Linked DNA regions of Triticum aestivum: region 1 is linked to region 2. A link is a contact called in public Hi-C data. All regions are on one chromosome and are shown on one strand. Each heading gives the region's core, a stretch centred on a gene start, on an enhancer-like site or on the middle of the called end of the contact. The rest is flanking DNA. Distances are from core to core; before and after follow the strand shown.

The links. A called contact is a pair of places that touch in the nucleus more often than the background predicts.
Region 1: a Hi-C map of leaf shows a contact between it and region 2, with 9 times the contacts expected there. The contact joins the promoter of LOC123120973 here to the promoter of LOC123120970 in region 2. A contact is called at or near these places in 2 of 5 Hi-C or Micro-C datasets (both in leaf).

Annotation. Positions count from the first base shown.
Region 1 is chr5D:280,332,156-280,334,855 of IWGSC CS RefSeq v2.1, reverse strand. It overlaps LOC123120973 (alpha-galactosidase), which reads right to left and starts at 1,308. Exons shown (of 13, transcript XM_044540925.1): 1 at 1,099-1,308; 2 at 212-270; 3 at 1-121. The coding sequence starts at 1,205.
Region 2 is chr5D:280,039,251-280,042,296 of IWGSC CS RefSeq v2.1, reverse strand. It overlaps LOC123120970 (neurofilament light polypeptide), which reads right to left and starts at 1,327. Exons shown (of 1, transcript XM_044540919.1): 1 at 89-1,327. The coding sequence starts at 536. The coding sequence ends at 219. LOC123120968 (protein ENHANCED DISEASE RESISTANCE 2-like) reads right to left here. Exons shown (of 22, transcript XM_044540915.1): 22 at 2,620-3,046. The coding sequence ends at 3,031.

The DNA.
Region 1 (2,700 bases), core at 59-2,558, 290 kb before region 2:
TTTCCAAACATGAAGAGTTGAAAAGGGCGAAAACCAAAGAGAGCGAGAAACGCGAAGCGATTACCTAAGTTGACATACTCATACCCCAGTTTCGCAAGACCAGTATCCACCATGGCATCAGCTGCACAAACACAAGGTGATTTATTTATTTTTTGCAGCAATGCAAGGTTTGATTTTCCTGGCTAAGAGAGCAAGGGAGCACCATCCTTACCTATTTTTCGGATTATCACCTCGTCTATCTTGCAGCCGAAGTGGTTCCAGCTATTCCACCTGAATACACCGTGCTGTCAGTTCAGCAAGACTTGATTGTTGGAAATATTTCATGGAGAAGCAGATAGAAACCAGTTCTCCCTGTTCGGTTTAGAAGGGCTTGAAGAGGATCCGGGCCTTCTTTGGTTCATAGGGTTGGAATATAATAGGAATGTGAAACTTGTAGAAATTGAGATGTCGTGTATTTTAAATCCTATATGAATAGGAATAGGAAGATAGATGTCTGTTAGTTCACATCATAGGATTTGTTTTCATTGAGTCTAGGGTAATGTTTATTTTCCTGAGATGTGCAGGATGGTAACAATTCCTCCGTAGAAATATGATTCTATTCTTACAAACCAAAGGACTATAAAAGATTTTTTTTCCTTTTGAAAATCCTTTCCTGTAAAATTCCTACAAAAAAAATTCCAAACCAAAGGAGGCCTGAAGGGGGTTGAGGGGGAACAAGTCCTAAAGGCAAGAGCAGAGCATATCATTTTTTGGGACTACTGCAGGAAGAGACTTAATCAAACGAAAATGTTTCCCTGGCGAATGTTCGCTTTGACAAACGAACCATCTTTGCTATAGCAGTTTTAGTTGTAAAACGAGAATATCTTGTGAAGAAAATGCCATATCTCCCCACTTCATCAACTAAAAATGCCATTGAATTGTTTGCATGTGCCGCCTCCCCCAGCGAACGTTCGTCAGAGGGTCCTAATCAAATCAGTACTTAACCACACGGACCAGATTCCGAAAAAGAGAGGATCATCATAAAAAGGACGCAGCATTTTTATGGAAGTTTACAACCAAAACCGACTGAATAAAGTAAAGAGGTGACAGATCCATTACCCCATCTGGGGAGTCCGGCCAAGGCGATTCTTCTGGGCCGCCGCCGGCGATGTCGAGGACAGCAGGAGGAAGAAGAAGGGGAGCAAGGGTGCCGCCGCTCTGGCCATGGCAGAGGATCCTTTCACTGTCCCTGTGCGCGCGTGTGAGTGTGATGTGACTCGGTCTTGCGAGTGATCCGCTTATATGCATCTCATCTCCACGCATCCTGGGTGAGGTCGTTGTAACGACAAGACTAGAGCCTGGGATCTCACGGTGGCGGTGCCACCCGGCTGATTACCAATTCCTTCATGCAGCTGTGTGCAGAACCAGTATAATTTGAAATGGTCATCTGAGAATCGTGTTTGGACTGCTGTGGGTGAGCCATCCAGAAACAACCACGTTGGACCTACTGGCACGTCTCTACTTCACTCCGAGAGAAATGCGGGGAGACGGGGGCGCGCCGATAACTTTGGTCACCTGAGAATCATGTGTTGCTTCGGAGCCATAAAAAAGACTGAGGAGTTTGACCACCGACCTGGGAGATGGTTAAAATACATTAGGTATCTCCAACGTTGACTCTTAAACCATCCACATCCGTCTCGAGCGCATGGTTCGGACGTTCTTTTGCCATCCAACATAGCCCTGCATCCGTCCGTGAATGGGTCCGGACGTCTGTTTTCCCGCAAATCAGAGGGGGCTTTGCGGCCCTGACACACCCGGCCCACCCAAAATCCTCTCCATGTTTTTTCTTCAACGGATGCGCCGCATTCATGCCGGCCCAGAGCTGCAGTGGTCGGCATTAATGCCACCAGACATGCGTGGCCGCTTCAATGCGGACGTGTTGTCTCAAGAAACCAACTCTGGCCATTGTGTCGCATTGAAGCAGGCTGACCGCCCTCCGCTGGCCTAGCCGCGCCTATATAATCTGTTCTCCAGCGACGTCCACATCCACATCTTTGCGCTCATTCGCTTCTTCAAACTCCTCGTCTTCTCCCCATCCAAACCATGCCTAAGTTGTCGTTCTCCTTGCCGGCAGGCGGTGACAACGGCTCTGGATCTTCCTTGGATCTTTATGCCGTCGCCATCGCTCTCCGGGGCCCTCGGGCTCTTCGGCCACCAGCTCTTTCGGCAAGGAGGAGATCGCCATCTCCTCTGACGACAACGAGGACCAGTGCCGTCGCAGAAGCAGAAGCAACCGCACCTCCTCTCGAAGGTCGTGGTGACGAACAGGAAGTTCGTCCGTTAGATCGAGCTGCCGATGGAGAAGTTGCTCCGGGAACTTGGTTAGACACCGCCCTTGATGTCGCGTGCCATCAAGGAAGAGTCACACCCCCCTGACAACCGCGTCAAGTAGGAGTTGGCGTCCCCTCTCCGCCATCTCAAGGAGGAGCCGATATCCCCACCACGTAATTGTGGCGTCTAAATCGGGCGTCGCGTGAAGGAGGATCTGGTGTCGTTGCGGCACAGCCGGTACGGCCGGATCAACGGGCTGCCCCCTGGTAACTGGCACGGGTAGGTCATCAAGGAGGAGCTGCCGCCCGCGATCACGACGGCACGCAGGTAGGTCGTCAAGGAGGAGTTTGCCACCCACGATCACGAAGGCACGTAGGCGCATCCTCCACT
Region 2 (3,046 bases), core at 78-2,577:
AAGGTGAAGGAGTACATGGTCCACCAGAACGGACCAAAGGATCACATCGCATTGCGATGCACGTAACGTAAAAAAATGCATCTTCATCTCCAATAACAACAACTCTTCTCACAACAACAATTCCAAATGCACGTCAGCACGCCAAACAATACAATACAATACATACAGTCGGTCGAACAAATGAAAACACTGGAGAAGGAGGTTTTCCGGAGGAGTCGTCAGGCGGAGACTACGGCCTCCTCCTCGTCGTCGGCGGCCGCCTCCTTCTCATCCTTGACGACGGCGGCGGCGCGGCCGTCCTTGGCGACGGCGGCGTTGTGGCGGTAGGCGTCCTGCTTGGCGGCCTCCACCTCGATGACCCGCTCCTCCTTCCTGGCCTCCGCCTCCGCCTGGGCCGCCGGGTCGTCGTGCGCCTTGGCCTTCTCCACCTGCTCCTGCACCGCGGCCATGGTCTTCTCCTTGCCCGCCCACGCCGACGCGCCCAGGTTCGCCCCCGCCTCCTTGGCCGCGCCCGCCGCGCTCTCCCCGCCCTGCATCTATCTCGATCGACCTTCGCCTAGCTCGGTGCTACAGGTTTCTTTCTTGTGTTCTACAGTAGTTGTCTTGTTGGTTCGTCGTTACTACCAGGCCGGCCGGCCGGTCCGAATTTATAGGGCCGGTTTACATTCTACGGTAGCCGTATGTGGGGCCGCCGTATGTGTATTACTATATGATTTGAAGCTTGGGGGCCTCAGCTCAGGCGTACATGAATGTGGACCGACGGTGGACACGTGCCCTACCAGGTCGGCACGCACAGTCCATGCATCTTATTCCTATGGCGCCTGGAATTAACACGAATCGATTCAAGAAAATAACAGGAACCGGTTTCTGCTCTGTCGACATAGCATTGCTATATTCGGCATAAAGGAAATGTCGGGGAGAGAACGTCACGTTTACAACTCCTCTCCCACACAAGCTACTCATCTAGGGTTTTCCCGCCTCCTGCCGGTGTCGTCGCCGATCCGACTCGTGTGTTTTTGCTGGTGGGGAGGCTTCTGCTTCATTTTTAGGTGTTCTTCTGAGTTTGTTGTTCTGGTGCGCTGGTCCTATTGGGATTTAGCACGATGACTTTTGAACTGTCTACTATGTCAACGACCTGTTTGGACACTAACACTGAAGGAGAAAACAAGCTATTGTACCTAATGTAGCGTTGTCGACAACAGCGTAGCCGCTACAACTCCAGCTCAAGGACCTAGTCGACAAGGCCCAAGAAGCTTCCCCAATGGCTTGCAAGCCTAAACTGGGCCAGCTGATCGGTTGTACTCCTACTTTTAGCCGTTGTCTTTCTTCTTTCTTCTTTGGCTAGGATTTGGACGACTGTGTTCGTTGTAATGGATAAAACATAGAAGTGACTTCTAGCTAAACTCGAATTCTAGATCAAACTTCCGTTTCGAAAAAAATTCTAGATCAAACTTCCGTTTCGAAAAAAATTCTAGATCAAACTTCCATGAAATTCCTAGTCCTTGTGAGTTGAATCCAGTGAGTAGCTCAAAGTTGGCGTTTAGAGCCTTCGTCCTGGAGATCCCGCTTGACCGCCACACACACTCGATTCAGCGACCGCCGCCGCCGACAAGCCATGGAGGAACTCAACCCCGAGAGCAGCGTCGTCTACGAGCTCCTCCACCACGAGATCGTCAGCGACACGCTTCTCCATTCCATGAGCAAACTTCTAGAGGCGAATAATGCCACGCTCGATGGCCTCATGTCGGTGCGGGTGGATGGGGTCCGTGAAGAGCTTGCGCTCGATCAGGAGCAAATTAAGGCGAGCATGTACAAGCAAGAGACCACGGATCCAGGCCACAAGGGGGACGGGAGTTCGTCGTCGCGGAACGTTGGTCATGGTCGTGGCGGTGCCGCCACCGAGGTGCGCGCTAATTCTTCTCCAAGAAAATTTTCCCCTCGACATTTCCATGTTGCGGATGCTACTAAACATTCCCTGTTTTCTCTACCAATGGAGCTTCCGAAATTTGACGACACCAATCCAAGGTTGTGGCAGAATTGATGCGAAGATCAGTTCCGTCTCTAGGGTACTCCAATGCATAGGTAGATTTCCATGGCCACGGCTCAATTTGAAGGTGCTGCTGCTAGGTGGCTCGAATCAGTGCAAAGATTAATGCCCCAATTTCAGTTGGACTGATTTTTGTGCTCCACTTCAGAGCAGGTTTGGCCATAATCAACATCAAACTCTTCTCAGAAAATTGTTTCGAATTGCTCCAACCAGTTCTCTGGAGGATTATGTTGAGCGCTTTGCTGAGCTCTATGATCAACTCACTGCCTATGAGGATGCTCCTAATTCTATGCACATGGACTAAAACCTTGAGTTATTTTTTTACGGGATGACTAAAACATTGAGTTTGTATAGCTGTTGCCTTGCAGAAGCCCAAGGATCATATGAGTTGGCCCTCTTGCATGAGGAATTGGGAGAGAGTATTAATTGCTTTGTACAGAGATTGTTTTTAGTTTAGTAGAACAGTAGGAGCCTCTCCCACTTGCTGAAAGTTCCTTTAAATTTTGTATCCCTCTTTGGATGCAAAGTTCTCTTTGGAGTTCCATAGGGATATCATGCCTGTAGAAAAACTATAGTTGTAAATGCTTGGAGATGTTTGGATCAAGTAAATGTCCCAGTTTTACAAACTTTTGTATTCCAAATATCATGGATAATTTATTTATTTGCAATATTAAAGAAAAGTATCCTGGATCTCTTTTTCTACAACCGACCTTTTCCCGTGTCTATTTGCTCGCGTCATATGTCATTAGCCAATAGACTCTTCTTCCATGTCGATATAAGTATTTCTAGTATTCTTCCATGCACTAGAGGCACCACGTATGTACTCTATACATGTGATGTGACACAGCTCTCGACCTGGGATCATTACATAGTGACCATGTTTTCCTTCTTACAAATGTGCACCTCGGAGAACTGAAGATTATGGTAGAAAATTGCGCAGATCTACTACCGTGCCATAGAAGGGGTGATGAAATGGAATTAACTTAGATTGGTACAGCA